Regions from separate parts of the Mus musculus genome. Here all the other regions are linked to region 3. Evidence: chromatin contacts called from public HiCAR-type, HiChIP or PLAC-seq and promoter capture Hi-C data. All regions are on one chromosome and are shown on one strand. The core of a region is the stretch at or near the end of the contact, and the rest is flanking DNA. Distances in the headings are between cores, read along the strand shown. Region 1 holds the start of Ywhag (tyrosine 3-monooxygenase/tryptophan 5-monooxygenase activation protein, gamma polypeptide). Region 2 holds the start of Eif4h (eukaryotic translation initiation factor 4H). Region 3 holds the start of Bcl7b (B cell CLL/lymphoma 7B). Region 4 holds the start of Gtf2i (general transcription factor II I).

Region 1 (5,465 bases), core at 184-2,683, 770 kb after region 3:
TGCATCTCAGACAAAAATGCGACAGTATTCCCTTCTCGTCAGAACGAGGATACATTAGGTCAGAAGAAAAAAAGCCTCGGATACATTTAACAAAAAAAAAAAAAATTCTTTTAAAAAGACTTTTTCCCCTTTAAAATAAATCCTCCCAGCCTCCACCCAGTCTAGGCTCTCTGCAATATGACAAATGCAGAATCTTCTGGAATGACTTGATACTGCCTCCCACCACCGCTTTGTTTGCAGTATCAGATCAGACAGAATATTTTTTTACACTCAAACGAATTTCTGCAGACTCGTGCCTGCAATTAAAAGAGAAACTGCATATCTCAGTCAGTTAACATTCAAAGGCATTATAGTTAACCCTTTGAAATGGAAAATAAATAAAATGAAAAATGAAGATGCTATATAGAGGGCCATGAATGGGAATGCCAGCAACACACATATCCCTCCCTTCCTAACAGACTTGCTTTGGGGAATGGTTAAAAGGAAGCCTTTTGTTAAAAAAAAAAAAAACAAAAAAAAAAACGTGAGAAAGGTGGTTTCGATTTTACATCATTGAGGCTGGGTTTTTTTTTCTTTTTTCTTTTAGGAGAGGGGGTCCTACATTTTTTTTCTTCCCGAAACGTCTTTAAAGGATGTGTCAGTGGGAAAGATTGGGGGGGGGGGTGATGGAGTGGGGAGGCGGCAAACTGGGAGACCTGCTGAGTGAATGGGGAAGGCGCCGCCCAGACACCAGGGAGAGAAAGAGGAACCGCATCCATGCGGTCCCCCCGCCCCCACGCCTAAACTGGGAGGAGGGGAAGTGGGGCACAAAGGATGCGCACGGCCCCCAACTCAGGTCTCTGGACATTCAGGGTCACAGAGAGACCCCCACCCCACAGCAGAAACCAGCCACGCAAGACCCCGCCCCAGCCCCGAACTCGGAGAGGCTGGGAAAGAGGCCGCGTCACCACTCGGGTGCATGAGCCCCCGTCCCCAACCCCTCCAAGGAGTGAGATGGAGAGGTGACCCTATAGTCGTGACAAGACAACATGCCCCTGGAGCATGCCTTCCACGCCGAGGAACGCGGTGTCGGGAGAGGCTGGGGCGAGGCAGGGGGGAGGGGAGGAGACACTCACGTTCTTCATGGCCGCGGCCATATCGTCGTAGCGCTCCGCCTGCTCGGCCAGCCGGGCTTTCTGCACCAGTTGCTCGCGGTCCACCATCTTCACAGGGCTGAAGAGGATCGGCTGGAAAGAAGGAAACCGAAGACCGCCTTGAAGGGCTTCAGGAAAAGAGAGGAGCGGCTTGGAGCTCGTGTGTCGGAGGGACCGACCCACGAAGCAAGCTACTGAGACGAGGAGGAGAAGGAGGCGGCACGAGCTGCGACCGCGGGACCCGGCGCAAGGAGGCTGCGGCTCCAATGCGTGCCGCGGGCGGACAACCCCCTGCGGTCCCGCCCACACGGGTGACGTAAAAGTCACCGCCTACTCGCGCATGCGCGCGCCCCGCCCGGTCCCGCCCGGTCCTGCATTTACTGGGCTTCTCTTCTACTGGAACATTCGCGGTGGCTCTTTGCGATTTTCTCAGTGTATCCCCAGTACTACACTGCTCCCTAATGTGCCCCTTTCTTCACTTTACCGTAAATCCTCAGCTTCATCAAACCCACCTCTCCTTGCCCCCTGGGGGCCTCTCCCCCCCCCTTTTTTTTTTTTTTTTTTTTTTTTTTGCATAGCTTCTGGCGCGTGACCTCCTGGGAATTGTAGTTTGACCTGCAGCAAGCTGAATTACAGAGCAGACCAAGGACAAAGGGGTGGTGGAGACTACATCTCCCAGTGGGCATTGCGCGCAGGCAGAGGCGGACCGGATGGGGGGCAGGGTCTAACCCGCAGCCGCTGGGGACCCCTGGCGGGGAAGCAGTCTACACTAGCCTAAGCGAGTGCTGATTCACGGCCTCGCCCCATAGCCTCTGGGCAGTTGGAAGGAAAGAAAAGGTCAAGGCCTTAGATCTGGACTCTCTGAAACTGAAGTAACTGGTCATGGTGGAGGGGTAGGGGAAAAACACGAATATAAAGTAGGCAGAAGAAGTACAGACACCGTAAATCCAAACTGCCCAACCACCACCATGGAAAAGATGGAAAAGGTGAACCTGTCCTAGAGATGGCCGCGTGAATGATGCAACCCTTGGACAACTGTCTAACACACACCCACCATGGTTGCAGTCTCCAGTGATGCACTTTAACATCGGACTTAACTGGATGAAATCATAGAATGACACATATCCGCCCGGTATATTGCCTATTTTCCCTAAATGGTGTAGCTGCCTGCAGACTGACCCTGGGGGACTCCCTTCTTCCTCTCCAGTGAACTGGACCAACGCCTGCCTGAACGCACACCCGCTATAGTTTTGACTGCGTATTTTATTTTCATTGTGTTTTTATGAGTTGTTTGGTTTGAAGTAGGGTCTTACACTTCTTAAGGTGACTCTAGACGAAGTTCTGGAATTATAGGCATGCACCAACACAATGGCCTTGACTGTAGAGTTTTGCTTCATCCATTCAACACGTTGAGCACCGGCCCAGTTCCAATGACTTTGTACATTAGCACACAACAATACACAAAGCAGACAAAGCACTCGGCTCAAAAAAAAAAAAAAAAAAAAAAAAAGGAGACAACTGTTTGAACCCACAACAAGCAGCTGACTAACTTTTAACATACCAAAGTGAACCTGGCCTCCAGGTTCTCCAGGCCAGCTGGGGCACAGGGGGAGGGGCTGCCCTTTGCCCAGGGGCTCTTCCCTATATAATCCAGACTTTTTGTTTACCCACCCCTTGTTTTGCTCCTTTTGTACCTTTGGCTTCCTGGCTGGTTCCCCTTTCTTCATGGTTCAGGGTCATGACCACTCTGGACTCTTCCAGATGTGTCTGCGTCTGGCTATGCCTCTTTTATATCTTTTTTTTTTTTCCCCGAGACAGGGTTTCTCTGTGTAGCCATGGCTGTCCTGGAACTCACTCTGTAGACCAGGTTGGCCTCGAACCCAGAAATCTGCCTGCCTCTGCCTCCCAAGTGCTGGGATTAAAGGCATGCGCTGCCACCTTGCCCCTTTTTTACCTGTAATAAACTCTCTCCTTAGCCGTACCTTAGGACCACTCATATCCTTTCCTTTCTTTTTTATTAATTTGTTTTACACTCAACAATCAGGATTGGTCTTTAATCCCAGCATCAGGAAGGCAGAGGCAGCCAGATTGCTGGTAATTCCAGCCCAGACAGCATCTCAAAGATGAATGAATGAATGAATGAATGGGAAAAGATGAAAGGCTCAAGAAGTGGCTCCGTGGTTAATCTTGCTGGCTGATCCCCCAGAGAGCCCCAAGTTCGGTCCCTAGCACCCAGTCTACTGGCTTATAACTGCCTGTGATTCTAGCTCTGGAGAATCTGATAGCCTTTTCCAGCCTCATTGGGCACACAAATGTAACAAACACATAAATAAAAATAAATCTTGAAGCCAGGTGTGTGACACAAGCCTTTAATTCCATCACAAAGGAAGCAGAGGTAGGCAGATCTATGAGTTCACGGCCAGCTTGGCCTACAAAGCAAATTCCAGGACAGCCAGGGCTACACAGAGAAACCCTGTCTCGAAAAAACAAAAAAACAAAACAAACCAAAACAAACAAAAGTTTTTAAAAAATCAACCCTGCCAGGTGGTGGCGCATACCTTTAATCCCAGAACTCGGGAGGCAGAGGCAGGCTGAGTTCGAGGCCAGCCTGATCTACAGAGTGAGTTCCAGAACAGCCAGGGCTATACAGAGAAACCCTGTCTATGAAAAAAAAAAAAAAAAATTCAACCTCTGGGCCCAGAGCGAGTAAGGACCAGAGCAAGAGGGAGAAGGGAAGGGAAAGGAAAGAAAAAAATCAACCTCTAGCACCACACAAAGTATTTTCAGGTGGGTGGTGGCACACACCTTTGATCGAGGTATTTGGGAGGCAAAGGCAGGTGGATCTCTGTGAGTTTAAGGCCAGGTTCTGTGGAGTGAGTTCCAGGACAGTCAGGAGTACACAGTAAAAGCCATGTCTTGGAAAACAAAACAAACGAAGAAAAAACAACTTTCAACTGGAGGGAGGTTCTAAGAAAGATTCTACAATGGGGTCAGCAACATTTCCACCTGAGCCCTCATAGACTAAAGGAAGCATGGGAAACAGTAGGAAGGGTGCTCGACTTGCAAACAAGGCTTAAGCCTAAACCCAGCACCTACAGTTTCAAAGCAAACAAACAAACAAACAAACAAACCTGGGTGTGGTAACACAGATGTGTAATGCCAGCCTGGTGAAGGCTGAGAAGACTCATGGGGGCTCCCTGGCCAGCAAACCTAACCTACTTGGCAAGTTCCAGGCCAGTGAGAGAGCCTGCGGACGGACACCTGCAGAGCAGGCTCAAACTCACACAGATTATCCTGCCTCTGCCTCCCTAGTGCTGGAATCAAAGGTATTCACTGTCATTTACCTGGAACACTGGGACAGATTTATCGATAGGTGGTCTGACTGTTTGGTGTTTCATGAAATTCTAATGGTGTCAGGACTGAGACTATAAGGGACATAAAGTAGCATGCTAAGTCATTCAACGTTGGAGTTTGATGATTTCATTGGTAGTTTTTACTGTGCTGAGACTGCCACCCAGGGTCTCACATGGATGCTCCCAACTGAATCCTGTCCCTCGCCCCCTAAAATAGTGTTTTTGTATTCACCTAGCCCCTCCCCTGCTCAGGAACTAAGTCATTTTAAAATAATAAATGAAGCGTCTTTATTATTTTCCTCGTTGATGTTGTTTGTTTGATTGGTGGGCTGATTACATGGTGGAAGTCTGTTTTTCCAACTTTCCCTTTATTTTAGAAAATGCGGGTGGTTTTTCTGTTCTGAGATCTGGCCTCATATAGTTCAGAGGAACTTTGACCTGTGTAGCCAAGGATAAGCTTGGATATGTCCTATAAACTAAGGGTAACTCCTAATCCTCTCACCTCTGCCTCCTCGGGTCTATCACCTGTTTGGTTTTGCGTTTATTTGTTTTTTTGGTTTTTTTTTCCTTTTGAAATAGTCTCACTCTGTAGCCAAGCTAGTCTGAAGCTCTCTATGTAACCCAGGCTGGCCTTGAACTCCTAGCCTTCTGTGTGCCTTAGGCCTCAGAATACAGGGGTGACAGCAGTGATCCAACATACTCTCCACAGGATATTTTAACAATGGTAGAAAATAGTCAGATCTGCATATTGTCTTCATCGCTATTGAAGGATCAGAAATTACCACAGGACCTGGTAGATCAGAAGCATACAGAGCATGGTACATCAAGCAATGAATGAAGGGCCTAGGGAGAGAGCTCAAAAGTTAAAAGCATTTGCTGCTCTTGCAGGGGACCCCAGTTCAAGTCTCAGCACCCACATGGCAGGTGACAACCATCTGTTACTCCAGGTCCAGGGACTCTGATGTCTTCTTCTGATCTC
Region 2 (5,352 bases), core at 1,885-4,384, 530 kb before region 3:
GGGCAGTGGTGGCACACCCTTTAATCCCAGCACTTAGGAGGCAGAGGCAGGTGGATTTCTGAGTTCGAGGCCAGCCTGGTCTACAGAGTGAGTTCTAGGACAGCCAGGGCTACACAGAGAAACCCTGTCTTGAAAAAACCAAAAAGAGATCCTACCTAAAATAGAACAGAAAAGGGGGGGGGGTGCAAAGGGGGTACTCAGGAGGCAGGGCAGGAGGATCTCTGAGTTCCCAGCCTGGTCTACACAGTTCCAAGACAAGGCAGGATTCTATAGAACTGTCTCAAAATGCCTACCCCCAAGGGCCTGGGAGATGGCTCAGCTCTTACCAAGAGCATCAGCTATTCTACCAAAGCACCTACAGGGTGGCTCATAACTCATCCCAGACATCTCTTTAGACACCAGGAAAGGAGACATGCGCAGACAAAACACTCATACCAAAAAAATGAGTAAAGAAATTGAAAAATGTACTTCCATGTGAACAAGCCAGTCAAAATGCCTGGTACCCGTGATGCAGGCCTTTAAATCCAGTGCTTGAAGGTAGAGGCAGGAGATCTGTTTTCCAAGGACAGCCAGGACTACCTACATAGTGAGACTGTATCCCAAAAAAAGAAAACAACTTGAAAATTTCAATTCAAAGAGGTGTTAATAAGTAAAGGGACTTTCAGAACATCTTTTTTTTTTTTTTTTTAAAGATTTATTTATTTATTATATGTAAGTACACTGTAGCTGTCTTCAGACACTCCAGAAGAGGGAGTCAGATCTTGTTACAGATGGCTGTGAGCCACCATGTGGTTGCTGGGATTTGAACTCTGGACCTTTGGAAGAACAGTCGGGTGCTCTTACCCACTGAGCCATCTCACCAGCCCTTTTCAGAACATCTTTAAGGGATGCTTAAAGGAGTGTTAAGAATCGCCAGGCTTGGTGGCGCACGAGCACGCCTTTAATCCCAGCACTTGGGAGGCAGAGGCAGGAGGATTTCTGAGTTCAAGGCCAGCTTGGTCTACACAGTGAGTCCCAGGACAGTCAGGGAGGGCTACATAGAGAAACCCTGTATCGAAAAACCAAAAGTTAAGAATCTCAAATTAGCTTTGAGAGATCATCTAGGTAAATGGCTAACATTTTCATCTGCCTATAAGTATTTCAAATAAGTTGCATCTTGAGAGATTTGAATTTTTTTCTAATGTTTTAAAGTTATTCAAGGGTCTCATTTGTGGCATGTGCTAAGTCTAATGACCTTTCCATCATCATCAAAGGTTGGGAAGTTTGTTCAAAGGCGTTTTCTTCCCCTTTGAGATAAGACCTCACTATGTAGTCCAGGCTGTCTGAAACTTGGGTTTCTCCTGCCTCAACCTCTCTACAGTATGAGGATTCGAGTAGGAAAAAAAGAGCCCCTGAGCACATTTACTTCTTTCAAGTAGAGAAAAACAACCCAACCCAAACTGAGCATGCCGGCTCAGGCCTCTAATCCCACCACTGGGAAGGCAGAGGTGGGCTGAATTCACCTGGTCTGCATGGCGTGTTCCAAGTTGGCCAGAATTACATACACACCAAGACTCTATCTTTAAAACAAAAAAAACAACCCAATGGGACGTTAGTACAAATCCCATACCTAGAAAGCCATCCCCAAGGGTATTCATGCTAACATTTCATCCAACACCTATTTTTATTTTTATTAGCAAATAAAATACGTGTGGCTCCACCTTAGCCCCAACTTCCTCCTTCTGAAAGCATGAAGAGTACCCAGTACACTACTGCAACCAAACAAGACTGTGACTCACTCTCAAACCCAGGTATTTAAAGGTGATCATTCTTCACCTAACAAAAGACACTTTGGGGGCAGCCACCTAGGAAACCCAACACCTCAGTACAACTATTGTGATATTCTCCGGGCAAGTCACCTTTGCTGTAAAAAAGGATAAAAGCCAAGTGTGTCCTTGACAAATAAACAAGACGATTAAATTGTCCCATAAAACTCCTATAAGCTTAAAAAAAAAAAAGAAAAAAAAGCAAGTGGCTGATGCTTGTTTATTTCTATTGTTTGGCAGGAGACTGAATCCAAGATATGCTAGACAATCGCTCTGTGACTGAGCCACAACCCCAGCTGGTAACGTGTTATTTAAAAGGGCACAAACTATCCGGGCGCCCGTTTTTTGGAATTATGCACCAGGAGCTATCTATTCATCAGTAAAGGATTTAGGGAGGTGGGAGGAGGACTGGTTTTAAAGTATGTTGTCTTTATCTGACCGGAATCAGAACGAAGCGAAAGCGATTCCCCAGGTCAGGGAAGAAACTGGGAAGAAATCAACAATCTCCGCCAGCAGACACGTAGTATCTGTCAATAAGGCATTCGAAACGCCAGGGAGGCAGAGAGAAAGAGCCACGCACACTCCCCACTACGGTGGATTTGTTTTGGTTCAGGTCCCCGCTCCCTGTCTCCCTCGCTGGATCCGACGGTCCCAGCATCCAGACTCGAATCGGAAGGGAAATCGCCCCTCTCGCTGCCGGCGGGCCTCTCGCAGAAGCGACCCAGGGGCTCCGCCAGGCAGCGGGGACCCTGGAGAGGGGCAGGCCGCTTCCGCCGCCGCCGCCCGCTTCCGCGCTGCATCCCAGCCCGGAGCGCGCTGGGGAGAAAGCTGGACGCGGCGGGCGGGCACTGGTATCCCCGGGAAACCCTCCGGTGTCGCTGTGATCTAACTTTCCGACCGAGGCCCCGCAGGGTGCCGGGTCCGGGGCCGGCGCGGAGCCGAGGGCAGGATGTGCGCCGCGAGCAAGCGAGAGACCCGCAGCCTAACCGTCGCCAGCCGCTCCCGGAGCGCGCCATTTCCAGGCCTCGCCTCGGGCCTGCTCAGGCCGCTTCCCGCCGCCCGTCTCGAGTGAGCGCGGCAAGGCCGCCTCCCCCTTCGAACCTTTCGGCACTCCCCCCGGCCGAGCCGCTGGCCCGCCTGACCGCGCCCCGCTCGCCTCACCCTCTACCGCCGCCGAAGCTGCTGTAGGCCCGATCGTCGTAGGTATCGAAGTCCGCCATTTGCCGTCTCCGCTCCTTGAGGAACCAGCGGGCCAGCGAGGAAGGACCCCGCAATATAACTCCTCCTCCCCCCGCCCGCCCCGCTACCGGGGCTGTCCGCCGCGCTGCCTGATCGCAAGTCGCACGCACGCATGCGCGCGCCGCCGCGCCCGGCCTTGGGCCGACGGGGCCCGCTGCTGGCCCCGGCGCGCTCTGCGGCCCACGTGGTGCGGCGGCCGGCCCCCGGGGCGCCGCGCGCACGCTCTGCCCTCCCAGGCCCATTGTGTGCTAGCTTGCTGCTTTCACGCGTGGTTGCCTCTTACTGTCCTTGCCCCGCCCTGCCCCGTGGTCACCTACCCCTCGGGCGTTGTCTGTCACCCTGCACGCTGCTTTCTCATTGTCACTAGATTCAGTTTGGGTTTTGTGGAGCCCAGGCTGGCCTGGAGCTGGGGCGCTGTAGCTGAGGATGACCTTGAACCCCTAGTTTTGTTTTTTGTTTTTTTGGGTTTGTTTTTTTGTTTTTTGCTCTCTCCCTTTCTCAAGGGCTGGGGTGACAGTGTGCCACTATGTTGGGATCTCTGGTATCACGTTAGATTTATTAAAGTGCCCTAGGTCTGCCCCACTTGGTCCCACTTGGGCACAATTCTTCAGGACAAATGGTCCCTGGGTAAAGCTAAAAGGAAGACAACCTGTTCTAGGTAGAGGTCCCTAGATGACCAAGGGCAGAAGGCTTGTAAGTGAGAATGGTGTGTGTGTGTGTGTGTGTGTGAACAAGACGAAGTGAAATATCTTTGTTTTTGAGACCTGCTACAAACGACGTGGTGGTAAATATCTGTAATCCCTACTCTAGGAAGACTGAGACTGGTCTCCAAAATAAAATAAAATAAATAAAAAACAAAATAAATCTTATAAAGACAAAACAAATTGTATTCTCTGTCTGGGTATTGGGGAGGGGTGGTGAAGATGAGGCTGTTTGTAGTTGAACTGATAAGAGATTAGATATGTTTTATTTTTGCAGGAGTCTGCTCTGAAAAAGAAATTTTAAGGGTGGGCAGGTGGGCTCAGTGAGTGAGGATGTTTGTTACCAAGCTTGACCTGAGTTTGATCCCCAGGACCCACATGGTAGAAGATGAGTCTCTCTCTCTCTTTCTCTCTCTCTCTCTCTCTCTCTCTCTCTCTCTCTCTCTCACACACACACACACACACACACACACACACACATCTAGCGGGAGGACCAGGTACATAGACCCTGTCTCAAAAAAAAAAAAAAAAAAAAAAAAAAAAAAATTCAACCAAGATGGACAGCTCCTAAGAAGTGACTCCTAAATTAGGAAGTGGTAGCAAAGGCCTTTACTCCCCTCATTCTGGAGGCAGAAGCAGGCGGATCTATGAATTTGAGGCCATCCTGCTCTACAGAGTGAGTTCGAGGACAGCCAGGGATACACAGAAAAACCCTGCCTTGAAAAACCAAGAAGAAGGAGAACCTCTGAATTTTACAGCACTTTTTTGTACCCCTGACACACAAAGACACAATGTTTTAAAAAAAACAAAACAAAACTACAGAACAAACCCCAGGGGCAGGAGAGGCTAAGGACACTCATTGTCTAATGTTCCAGGGGCTTCATTTCTATCTCTAGCAACCACATAGCAACTCAAAATTGTAACTCAGCTTCAGGGGCATCTGACAACCTCTTTTAGCCTCCAAGAAGATCAGAGAGTATCAGGTACACGTGAGGTACACAGACATACATGCAGGGAAGATACCCATACATACAAAATAAAATAACCAGCTGGGCCAGGCATGGTGGCGGATGCCTTTAATCCCAGCACTTGGGAGGCAGAGGCCGGCGGATTTCTGAGTTTGAGGCCAGCCTGGTCTACAGAGTGAGTTCCAGGACAGCCAGGACTACACAGAGAAATCCTGTCTCGAAAAATAAACCAAAAACCAAAACAAACAATAATAACCACCAGAAGCCCAGCCAGAAGCCTGGTCTGCACTGCATGAAGTACCGAGGAATGGCCACCTGGTGAGAATGAACGACCCCAGAGCTTTCTGGGGCTTCTGATGGAGACCACAACATTCTTGGATGTGCCCAGGTATAGTATTTACAATTTAAAAGAACCCTGTAGAAATCAGAGGCCTGGGGAAGGGTGGCCTATGGTTATCAATTAGGAGGCTCCAAGGGCAATTGGTTTAGGTTTGAGGCCAGCCTGGACCACAGACTGAGTTTTAGGCAGCCTGGGCTACAGAGGAGGGCTCTGTCTTAACAAACCGAGGTAAATAACGTAATAATTATAAATGCCATGTGTACTTAATTTTCTGCTTATAATTGCTTAGAACATGGGGC
Region 3 (5,906 bases), core at 2,081-4,580:
AAACCCTGCCTACAAAAATTGTAGCCATATGTAGTGGTGCATGCCTGCAGTCTAGGCTCTAGAGTGACTGAAGTGGGTCATATGAGTCCAGGAGTTCACCGGCAGCTTGATCAACACAAACCCCATCTCTTTAGAGACAGAAGAAAGAAGTATACTGTGTTATGACTGGAGAGTAACTTTCACTTTGCTAGGTCAACTCAGTACTCTCCCCAACTTGTCTCTACAAACAATCTGGACTCAGGTCTTCTGTAGCTTGTGTTCAGGGCACGACTTTTGAGATCCATGTTCATGGAACAGAACATAATCTTCTGAAGTTGCAAGAATATGTGACTTATCACAACCATGTGCCTGGTCTGTCTTATGATGATGGCCCCAATTCCAACATCTGGTTTCACAGAGTTCAGAAGAGTTTAGCTTGGGGAAAAAAATGGTTTTGGTTTTTGTTTTTTATTTTTAATGATTTATTTCATGTGCATTGGTGTCTTGCTTGTATGTCTGTGTGAGGGTGCCAGATGCCCTGGAACTGGAGTTCCAAACAGTTGCAAGCTGCCATGTAGGTGCTGAGAATTGAACACAGGTCCTTTGGAAGAGCAGCCAGTGCTCCCAACCATTAAGCCATCTCTCAAGCCCTATAGCTATGGTCTCTGCTTTCCCTTTGGCATACAAATTGCTGCTTGCAGTTGTTGTGATTTTATTTAAGCACAAATAAACCATGCATGTGAGTGAGCCGTCAAATCATTTTCTCCGATGCACAGCCTGGCCTTGGGGTTGGTGACTCTGATGCTGCTCTTTCCAAGATGACTTGCAGATCTTGGAAGCACTGTGTGCCGTCTCAGTATAAGAAGGCTGACTGTACACCAGGAGCAGTCACAGCTGCGTGATACTTTAGCCCAGGAACTTCTGGAAGCCCCTGGCCAGCATGTGCTTTTTTTTTTATTGCTCCCATAACCAATGTTGGGTATCAGAATCTGGCCCTTGAATCTTCATGGCATCCTGTTGGCAGACATCTCTGCGTTTATACCAGTTGCACTTAGTTTTGACATAATGGCCTGATTGGTGCAGGATGAGATCTTTTTTGTTTTTGTTTTTGTTTTTGCTTTTGTTTTTGTTTTTGTTTTTTGAGACAGGGTTTCTCTGTGTAGCCCTGGCTGTCCTGGAACTCACTCTGTAGACCAGGCTGGCCTCGAACTCAGAAATCCGCCTGCCTCTGCCTCCTGAGTGCTGGGATTAAAGGCGTGCGCCACCACGCCCAGCAAAACCAAGGTCTTATGGAGCCCAGGTTGGTCTTGAAACCACAAGTAGCCAGGGCTGGCCTTAATCTTGAGTTCCTGTTCTTCTAGCCTAAATTTCCCCAGTGCTGGGCTTACAGGTATATGCCACTAGATCCTACCTGTTTGAGAAAGGGTCTTGCTATTTAACCCAGGTTGGGCAGGTTTGGTTCCAGGCTACATGGGAAGACATTACCTCAAAAATTTTTTTCTTTTAAATTAAATTTAAAGAAGGTGGTAGAGAAACATGAACAGCAGAGGGAGTTCTTGCTGGCAATGGCTTGGATTTAGGTGGTGAGAGAAATTAAACATAGCTGTCAAGGGGTGGCCTTGTATTTGTGCTGGTTCGGGGAGCGGGTGTCCATGAACATAAGCAGTGAAGCTTAGCACACTGTTGGCCTGCCTTGCATTCTTTTCTTGTTCTTTATTTTCATCTCCGTAGCAGTGAGAACATCTTCTTCATTGTGTCCTTTGATGTAGGACATGTTTAGGTAAGCCCTGGGTTCACTTGTATTAGGTCATTTGAGTTTGATCCAGTTATTTCAACAGTAATCATTTCCCTGCATTTGTTACCTGGGCCCTTCCCCCCCGCCCCCTGCAGAAGCTGTTTAGGAATCCTTTCCCAGCAAACATGTTCAGCTGGAAGGCTGAGAGTCATGAATCAGAAGCTTCGCCAAGTTCAGGATAAGTTACACAGTCACTGGGAGACACACTCCTCTCCCTCTTCTTTGACGGGGTCTCATGCAGCCTTAAACTGGCCTCAAACTTTAAACGCAGTCAAGGATGACCTTGAACTCTTGGTTTTCCTGGAACTGCAAGTAAACCTCAAAGTTGATTCAAACAAGTCCCTCTGGGCATGCAACGTCAGCTGTGGGTCACCTCCTCCTTCTATTGGGTCTGTTATCACTGCTTTTCACTCCCCTCTTTCTTTTCTCTTTTTGTCCTTCCTCAACCCCCCAGAGAAAACCTCTGCATATCCCTGGTTGTCCTGGAATTCACTCTGTAGACCAGGCTGGCCTTGAACTCAGAAATCCACCTGCCTCTTCCGCCAGAGTGCTGGGATAAATGTGTTCATCACAGTCCCTGGTCCAGAAGTTCTTTCAAAAGAGAAATATTTATGTCCTCAGTACTTGGTCCAATGCACAGAACACAGGCAATGTTTTATCCAGAACTGAATTCCCTGACAGTGAAGTGGAATGCTAAAAGTATGAGCCAGGTGCAAAATACTCAGGAAGAGCCGCAGTGTGACCTGGATGTTGGAAAAGTAGTTGATTCAATCAGAAGAAATTTCCAGGTGGGTAGCTGAGAATTCGAAGACCAGAAGTCAAAATGAAGGAAGGTGTGATAATGACTCCGGAACACAGCTATTTAGACAATGATGACACAGATCTCCTTTTAGGTGAACATGCAGCGCATAAATAATTCCTTGAAGGGTCAGGGGTCATGGGGGATTAAAGGACTTGATAACAGCCTAAAACTCACTAGTGAAAACCAACTTCTACAAATTGTCCTCTGTGCCATATACATGTAAAGAAAAAAAAAAAAAAGAAAGAAAGAAAGAAAAAGAAAAGAAAAAAAGAAAATTCCAACCCCTTTGACCCCAGCACTTGGGAGGCAGAGGCTGGTAGATCTCTGAGTTCAAGGCCAGCCTGGTCTATAGAGTGAGTTGCAGGACAGCCAGGGCTACACAGAGAAGGAAACCCTGTCTCGGAAAAGCAAAATGAAATAAAATTTTCCGGTCAAATGCCATGGCACAGAGCACCGGAGAGGCAGAATCAGGTGGTTGTGAATTCGAGGTTGGCCTGGTCTACAGTATTGAAAATTCCCGGGCATGCATTGAAGCAGCAGGTAGGGAAAGTGGTGACTTGGAAACCTCATCCCACCACCACCCTCGCAGCCTCGCCTGGCCCACACCACGTGCGGACGACGATGGGCTCAGCCTGGCAGCAAGAGGGCAAAGGGTCTCTGGAGGCGCACAGCAGGGACGCCCCCGGGCGGGTGCGCAAGCGCGCTGAGGCCTTGAGGGCCCAAGGGGCGGGCGGGTGCGCGCGCTCCCTCGCGCACGCGCGCACGGAGGGGGGGCGACGGCCGCGGTGACGTGCTGCGGTGGCAGCGGGTGGACGGCGACGCGTGAGGCGCGTGATATCCCGCGTCTTGGGAGCACTGTCCCGGCCCCCAGCCACTCCCCGCCGCCGCCATGTCCGGCCGTTCGGTCCGGGCCGAGACCCGTAGCCGGGCTAAAGATGACATCAAGAAGGTGATGGCGGCCATCGAGAAAGTGCGGAAATGGTGAGGGGCGGGAGCGGAGGGGTTGCTGACGTGGGGTTGCGGGAAAGCCGGCGCGGAGGCTCGCCATACAGGAACAGGCAGGATGGGAACCAAGAGGCCGGCCCTGGGGGGAGGGGGCCGGAGCCAAAAAGCGAAAGGAGGGCGCGCCGGTATCGGCGTGAATTCAGAGTCCGCGTTCCCTGTAGCCAATCAGAAAGACGGTCGGCTCATGGCCCCTCCCATAGCTGTCATTAGCCGCTTCCGGCCGCTCTGCCTGGGGCGGGGCCTGGCGCTGCACAGTTGCACTTCCGGTGGAGACCTCGCGGAAATGCTGCTTGGCGGCTCCGGGTTCGGTTTCCGCTCCTGCGCAGCACAAGTGTCCGGTGATGTCCGTTGTTGCCGACTATTATACGATATAAGTGGTCGAAATTAAGCGGAAGTTTGTAAACATGGCACTTTTGGAACAGAAATTCCTGATATCTTGGATCCTTAGCCAGCCCACTCGCCATAGGTTTGCTCTTGGCGACCAAGGTACCCTGACCCTGCAAATGTTTATTGCAAACCCAGAACAATTAGCGAACAATTTAGGTCAGGATTTTATTGCTTTAAATTGTTCTGAACCAAGCCTCTGAGCCATTCACTTCACTTAACGATTTGTAATTTCCTTACTGTTTTTTGACCGGAGCTCCCTGAGGACCGCAGGCTGGCTTTAGGCTGGCAGTGATTCTTCTGCCTCAGTTTACCCAGTAGCTAAGAGGCCGCGAGAGTGGTTTGTTTGTTTTTGAATCAGTGTCCCCAATCCTTTGGCTGTCCTGGAACTCTCTTTGTAGGCCAGGGTGGCCTTGAACTCTCAAAGACCCACCTGTCTGTGTTTCCCAAGTGTTGGAAAATGTCTGCATCTTATGGCATTCCTCTGTTCCTATGTAATTCTCAAGTCTCTACCCCCTTTTGTTTTTTATTGGTAAGGAAAAGTATGTAGGCTAGAAAAATGGCTCAATGGTCAAAAGCACCTGGCTGCTCTTCCACCACATGGCCCCTAACAGCTCTTCTCCAGTCCCATGGGATACCATGTCCTCTGGCATCTGTGGGCACAGCACGTGTGTAATGCGCAGACACACACGCATGTAAAGCACCCACACACATAAAAATAATAAAATGCTCAAAAGAAATTTCAATGTAGGTTCCTCAGAGACACATTTTGAAATTCTAGCGAAGGTCACCTTCACAGAATTTTCCTTAATTATATTAGGTTGAACTGCAAGACATTCCGCATATTTGAACCAACTCCCATCCCCTAATTCTGAGGGTAGTGCCCACCACCTTGCTCACTCGTGATAATTTCTCTAGCACTGAACTATATATATCTACCCCAGCCCCATGTTTGACTTTTTAACTCAAAACTACTAACACTGCAGCAAAACACACCTATAGTCCCCTAGCTACTCAAGGAAGAGCTGGGGACTTGAGTCCTAATCATCATAGTGAAATGGGCCAAATGCCTTAGACCTGTGAGCTCAACTACTCAGGAAGCTGAGACAGGGGGACCACAAGTTTAAGGCCAATCTAAGCAATTTAAGAGTCCCTACCAAGGAACAAAAAAGACAAAACAAGCATTTTGAGCGAGTAGGGATGTTGCTTGGAGGTAAAGTACTTGCCTAGCATGGCCAAGGCCCTGAATTCCATCCCTGTCCCCCTCCCAGCACCCCCACACACACAAACACACACACACACACACACAGGAGGAAATGCTGAATGAGGTGAGGGCACACCTGGTTCATTTGGATTTAGAAATATTTGAGGCCTTCAGAGTTTATCTCATGGTGATCTTGAGTAAAAGCCACACAAACTTTTCTTGCTTTACTAATAGGGTGTTAAATCTGCCATTTCTACCTCAGGAAGACATGGAGGGGAGGGGTCAGTTTTGTTTGTATGGTGGGGATGGAGCCCATACCCTTGGCCAGGCTAGACCAGTGCCTCCTCCCACTGTTGTAGTTCCTGGCCAAAGAGTCACAGGCTACAAAGCTGTAGTTTTTCTCCATGAGTAATCTCAGTTACCCAGCATGCAAATGCTGCCTGTTCCTTTCTTGTGATTGTGCTTCCTTAAATGGAAGATGAACAGAGCAGCCTAGAGAGACTTAGAAATGATCTCAACCATCCTCATTGACTTCGTCTGCTGGCGATCAAAGTCAGGACCTGTGCATGCTGATAAGCCTGTTAAGACTGAGCCGCACTCAGTGCCTTTCATGTCCTCCTCCACCCTCAATTTGTGGCAGTCCTCCTGCCTCAGCCTCCTAGTGCTAAGATTACAAGCATACCCGTGAAAGCCACCGCACTCCCCACCCCTGGCTTTCATCTCCAGCTGCTGATTTC
Region 4 (5,232 bases), core at 2,092-4,591, 850 kb before region 3:
GGGTTGGATCCTGTTTTTAAATAAGTCATAGTAACAAATCATTTAAGCCCTCAGAACACGGAGGCAGGCGGACTGTAACTTACAGGCCTTACCTGGGTTACACACAATTCAAGACACAGTCAAGCCCCAATCCAGACATGCAGAACCCAGGGGTCTGTGATGATGTCATCAATCTGCTACAGAAGCAGAGCTGGGATGGAGAACCAGTGGCTCCCAGATGAAGTCTTGAGGCCCCTGCCACAGACAGTGCGTACCTGACTACTACAGAGCTGGTCTGGTCCACAAATGGAGTTTCCTGATGTGTTTAAGGAGCACATCTGCCGATGAAAGAATTCAAACCCAGCTGCCGCCGGACGTGGGGGCGCACGCCTTTAATTCCAGCACTTGGGAAGCAGAAGAAGGCAGATTTCTGAGTTCGAGGCCAGCCTGGTCTACAGAGTGAGTTCCAGGTCAGCCAAGGGCTACACAGAGAAACCCTGTCTCGAAAAACCAAAAAAAAAAAAAAACACACACACACACAACCAAACCCAGCGGCCACCGCACTATATTGCAGACACCTGGCAGAGGGCCTGCAGACCTGAACAGGACCAAACCAGAGTTTACCACCTAAATAGAAAGGAACAAAGGCAGAACCTCCCTCCCTCCCCAGAGGTTCACCATCCATCCCAGCTGTACAAGCAATTGAGAGACAGGGGAATTACCAAATTCAAAGAGGACCTGGGCTACAGACGGGGTTCAAAGCCAACCTGTGCAACTTAGTGAAACTATTTCAAATAGTAATGGGGCGGGGAGGTGAAGGGTGAAAGCTGACTGAAGGGTGAAAGTGCCAACCTAGAATCCTCAGGGAACTGGGAGCTTTGTTCGGTACACTACTTACCTAACAAGCACTAGGTCCTGGGTTACTCCCATAATGGTAGGCATGGATTTTAGCAACCCCTTGCCTAAGGATGACCCAAGGCTAACAAGCAATTCAGAAGGGGGTGGGTAACCAAAAACAACTGGTGACCCCCCCCCCCAACATAAAAGAAAGGCCTTACGGAAATGACTGCGGACAGAAAGTTTTTTGTGCCTCCAGGGTGTGAGGCAAGATTCCCAGGGAGCAAGCAACAAAGAAGCCCGAGGCAACTCTCAAAAAAAAAAAAAAAAAAAGAAAAGAAAAGAAAAAGAAAAAGAAAGAAAAGCCTGCTATAGGAAATACCAACCACCCCAAATCCCAAGCCAGATGTTTATGGGTACTGTACCTGCACCTTATTTACACTGCACCCCCTTATTTACAAACTAACTTTGCCCAGGAAACCAGGCAGGCTGGGCCAGCACAGCAGCCGGAAAAGATAGCCGGCCTTGCACCTCATCCCCTGTTCCCCAAATCGGCGGGCACTCCACCAGCACCATCTCAGATCTGCACTCTCAGCAGCCAAGGAGCACAAAGCCATAAGGCAAGGAGGGGGTGTGCTAAAGGGAGCTGCGAGGTGGGCGGCAGGAAAGGAATGTAAGAGGCCCAAGAATTTCGGAGCCAGACCTGCGATCCCAGCACTTAGCAGATGAATACAGGAGAGATCAGAAGCTCCAGGGAAGCCTCCACTACAAAGCGAGTTCCAGGCCAGCCTGAGATACAAAACATCCTACTTAAAGTTTTACTTTTTTTTTTTTTTAAATTAAGCAAAACTTGGGCGAGACTTGGTTGCACTTGGTCTTTAACCCCAACGCTGGCGAGGCAGAAGCAGGCGGATCTCTGTATTCCAGATCAGCCTGCTCTACCTAAGAGTTCCAGAGCAGCCATACTGAGATTTCCCGCACCTCAAAAAAAAAAAAAAAAAAAAAAAAGGGCAAAATTGAGAAAAAAAAATAGAAGTGCAGGAGTAAACTTTTTCCCCCGTTCCTTCTCTTAACCCCGAAGGCTGAGTGCTTGCCCAAGCCAGACTGATTATTTTCATAGCCTCAAGGCTAAAGTCTTCCTTCCGGTCATTGTGTTTATTTCCATCTCCTCCTCCCTAACGCCCCCACCCCCAAAAAAAGTCCTGGCCCCGAGGGACCTGCAAGCGACCAGCTCCGGACAAAGCCCACGGCTGGGCTCCACCTGGGAGCAGGGCGGAGCACCGGACAGCCAGGGCGGGCACTGGCTTCCAAGCCTGGTGGCTCCCGCCCCCCTGCCGGGGGCCCCCACCGCAGTTACCAGGCACCGACGCCCCGCCCCCACGGTGCCCGCCGGCCAATCGCACGCAGCCTGCTGCCCTAAGCTCCGCAAGCCCTGGACACACGGACACACACACACACACACGCTCTCATAGCGAACCCGACACACACACACACACATACAAACATATACACACACACACAAACGCTCACACAGCGAACCCGAGCGCGACCCCACGGGGCTCAGGAGGGGCCGTGGCACCCCGCGCGCCCGCGCGCGCGTCCCCGAGCGAGCCCTCCCAGCCAATCAGGAGCGAAGGAGCAGGGCTGCGCGGCCCCGCCGGGGTACGCTAACTCGTCCGCTCGTTCACGCGCGGGGGGCTGCTCGCGCGAGACCATCCCTCTCAAACACCCCCAACCCAGTCCCCCGACCACCGTCCACGCGTCTGGATACAATGTACGCAGGCGCGGAACGCCGCGAGTCCTCCCCCACGCACCACGGGTGTGCGCGTGCAACTGTCGTCTCCCCCCACCACCAGCCGCCCCATCCCCCCAAAAAAGCCGCGTCGCGTCCGCTGCCAAGGCCCCCAAGTAGAGTGGACTTTGGGGGGGGTCACAGCGCGTCCGCTTCCTCACCCCGAAGTTGTCCCCTTGCCACTCGCAGCGCGCCAAGCGACCCCAACTCTCACGCCCGAGTCGGTGCACACACTCCCGACGGGGGCAGAGTGTCGAATAAAGACGCCCCTGTTCGCCATGGCACCCCGAGGCAGAGGGGGACGACGGAGGGGACACTCGAGGGAAAGGGGACGATCTGAGGCGACAGGGACTCACCCGAAGAGCAGCCGGGGAGGGTCGGGGAGGGGGGGATGCGGACAGCAAGCGAGTGTAGGCCGGAGGGGCCTCGGCGAGCTGGCGAACGGGGTGGAGGTGAGAGGGCGAGGGGGGCCCGTGCGTCTCGGCCGTGCTCCTGTCACCGCCGCATGGCCGCCCCCGGCGGGGCCTCGCTCCACGCTGGGTCGCCAGACGCCGGGGGGGGGGGGGGGGAACAGGGACGAAGCCCAGGGATAACCGCGGCAGGCGGGCGGCAAGCGCGTGCAGGGAAGCGGGGGGGCCGCCGGTGCCCCCTTTTCTCTGCTCTCCCAGCTTATCTCTCACCCTCCTCCTCCTCCTTTTTTTTCCCCCTTTTTTTTTTTTTGCCTTTTTTTTTTTTTTTTTTTTTTTTTGTTCCTCGAAGGTGCCGCTGCGCGTGCGCACAAGCAGCACCGCCCACCGGGAGTTGTAGTTCTGAACCCGCGCTCACCTACGCAACGGGTGGGTACCCCGAACTATAACTCCCAGACAGCCTTGCGGCATGAACCCTGATTCTCTCCCCACCGCCCCCCTCTAGGCCGAGGCGAAGCGCCGCGGCGCCCGGCCCTCTCCGGCTTGGACTGTCAATGGAAGCGCGCGGGTGGTGGGAGCGAGAACATGGCTGCACCTGGGGCCTGCGCGGCCGCCCGGATGGGGGAGGGGAGTGGGGTGAGACCTAGAACTTAGTGTCCCCCCCCTTCCTTCTCCAGCAGGCCACAACTTCCACTTAAATAACTCTTTGCTACCAACATCCCTTTGCAAATTGCAAAGTTAGGGACATTGCAAAGGCCAGGGGAGCCCCGGGGCTGGCCTGTCGCCTGATTTGCAGAGGGAGGTCCCCCCAGCTCCGGGACACAAAGAACTCAATGTTTTCAAAGCTGGCTTTAGAAGCAACCAGAGTGGACTTGCCCAAACTTGGGACAGGCAACGGATGGGAGGGGGTGAGGAACTCGTGATTTCCATTTCTTCTCTCTTCGAGTCTTTACACAGCTCCACATTTAGAAGGAGAATTGAAGAAATCCTGATCGTCCCCACAGCTACAAAGAAAGTAAACTTAAGACCCTCCTCCGGCCATTATATTTATTTTTCTCAACTACTTCATAAGATCAATGACTTTCGAAGAGTATCAACTAACTGTTCATCTAAGTTAAATGCAAAAGTTAAAAAAGCCCGAGTCTGAAGAACTTAGCTGTTAATGCAAAGGACAGAATTGGGTGAATTTGTGGTGTTTGTTCGTTTGTTTTTTCCTTTTTCTTTTTTCTTTTTTTTCCTTCCCACCGCTTATGTCCGCCGAATATTCGGGCGCCCTCCCCCACCCGTTGCTTCTCGGTAGGTGGCGGCCACAAGGCTTTTTCCAGCCTCCCAGCCTCTTTGTCGCTTGCTGGAAAACTTTCCGTGCAAGCCACTCTTTTGATGTAGTTCCAAAACCCTGCCTTTGAATTCGGGTTCAAGGATTGGCGTTCTCTGGTCGACTTTCTTGTATGAAACCGCACCCACAAAGCCTCATCTACAATCTCCATGTTGGATTTCTTTGCACTCCACGGAGTCTTTAAGGATTCCTGGGAAGCAGTCTGATTAGAGAAGCCGCCTACGTTTTTTGGTTTTTATTACGATTTTCCCTAACAATATTTACACCCTTCGTTTCCTTTCCTAATCCGATTGTGACTCAACTCTGTCGACTCTGTCCAGGGCTATTCATTAAGTTGTCAAAAGAACAACTTGCTCTTTGCCCCCGGATTTCACTGCTCTTTGGAATATTTAACCAGATTCCATAAGACCGAAACAGGAGTCCTACTCCTTTGCAGCAGGGGCTACGTTCTAAGATGCATGCCTGAAATTAAATCACTCCAAACTTTTTTCCCTACATATGCTTAGGATGAAAGTTCTGCAAGGTCCTGGGATGCACACCTGACATTCCAACACTTGGGAGGATATGAGCTGGAGAAGAGACTGTCCAAGTAGGGAATTCATGTCAGCCAGGGCTAGGAGATAAGACCATGTTTCTCAAAACAACAAAGAAAGAAAACATTACAAAGGTTTTTGTTTTAATTACATACAAAAGATTAAAAATAACACAGTGATACTAAAACAATATTCTGGGGCCAGGATGTAGCTTAGCTGGTAGTGTGCTTGCCAACATGCACAGGCCCCTACCTTCAGCACTACATACATACATACATACACTACATGAAACATAAAGGGTAACGTACATACATACATACGTGGTTTATGTACTACAGGAAACATAAA

Evidence for each region. Promoter capture Hi-C pulls out the DNA fragments that hold promoters and counts their contacts. HiCAR-type assays count read pairs that join an accessible place to other places. HiChIP or PLAC-seq counts read pairs in DNA pulled down with a chosen protein or histone mark.
Region 1: a contact with region 3 is called in a HiCAR-type map of astrocytes, with 2.8 times the contacts expected there. The contact joins the promoter of Ywhag here to the promoter of Bcl7b in region 3. A contact is called at or near these places in 1 of 39 promoter capture datasets (liver) and 1 of 115 datasets of contacts at active chromatin or transcription factors (astrocytes).
Region 2: a contact with region 3 is called in a promoter capture Hi-C map of neural stem cells. The contact joins the promoter of Eif4h here to the promoter of Bcl7b in region 3. A contact is called at or near these places in 3 of 39 promoter capture datasets (cranial neural crest, liver and neural stem cells) and 1 of 115 datasets of contacts at active chromatin or transcription factors (pancreatic cancer cells).
Region 4: an HNF4G HiChIP or PLAC-seq map of pancreatic cancer cells shows a contact between it and region 3. The contact joins the promoter of Gtf2i here to the promoter of Bcl7b in region 3. A contact is called at or near these places in 1 of 115 datasets of contacts at active chromatin or transcription factors (pancreatic cancer cells) and 1 of 9 other capture datasets (pancreatic islet).

The regions. Positions count from the first base shown.
Region 1 is chr5:135,933,208-135,938,672 of GRCm38.p6, forward strand. Ywhag (tyrosine 3-monooxygenase/tryptophan 5-monooxygenase activation protein, gamma polypeptide) reads right to left here and starts at 1,434. Exons shown (of 2, transcript NM_018871.3): 1 at 1,116-1,434. The coding sequence starts at 1,202. It overlaps Gm40346 (a long non-coding RNA gene), which reads right to left and starts at 1,109. Exons shown (of 2, transcript XR_868594.2): 1 at 1-1,109.
Region 2 is chr5:134,636,275-134,641,626 of GRCm38.p6, forward strand. It overlaps Eif4h (eukaryotic translation initiation factor 4H), which reads right to left and starts at 3,135. Exons shown (of 7, transcript NM_033561.2): 1 at 2,967-3,135. The coding sequence starts at 3,025.
Region 3 is chr5:135,165,042-135,170,947 of GRCm38.p6, forward strand. Bcl7b (B cell CLL/lymphoma 7B) reads left to right here and starts at 3,331. Exons shown (of 6, transcript NM_009745.2): 1 at 3,331-3,557. The coding sequence starts at 3,466.
Region 4 is chr5:134,311,419-134,316,650 of GRCm38.p6, forward strand. It overlaps Gtf2i (general transcription factor II I), which reads right to left and starts at 3,342. Exons shown (of 34, transcript NM_010365.4): 1 at 2,965-3,342.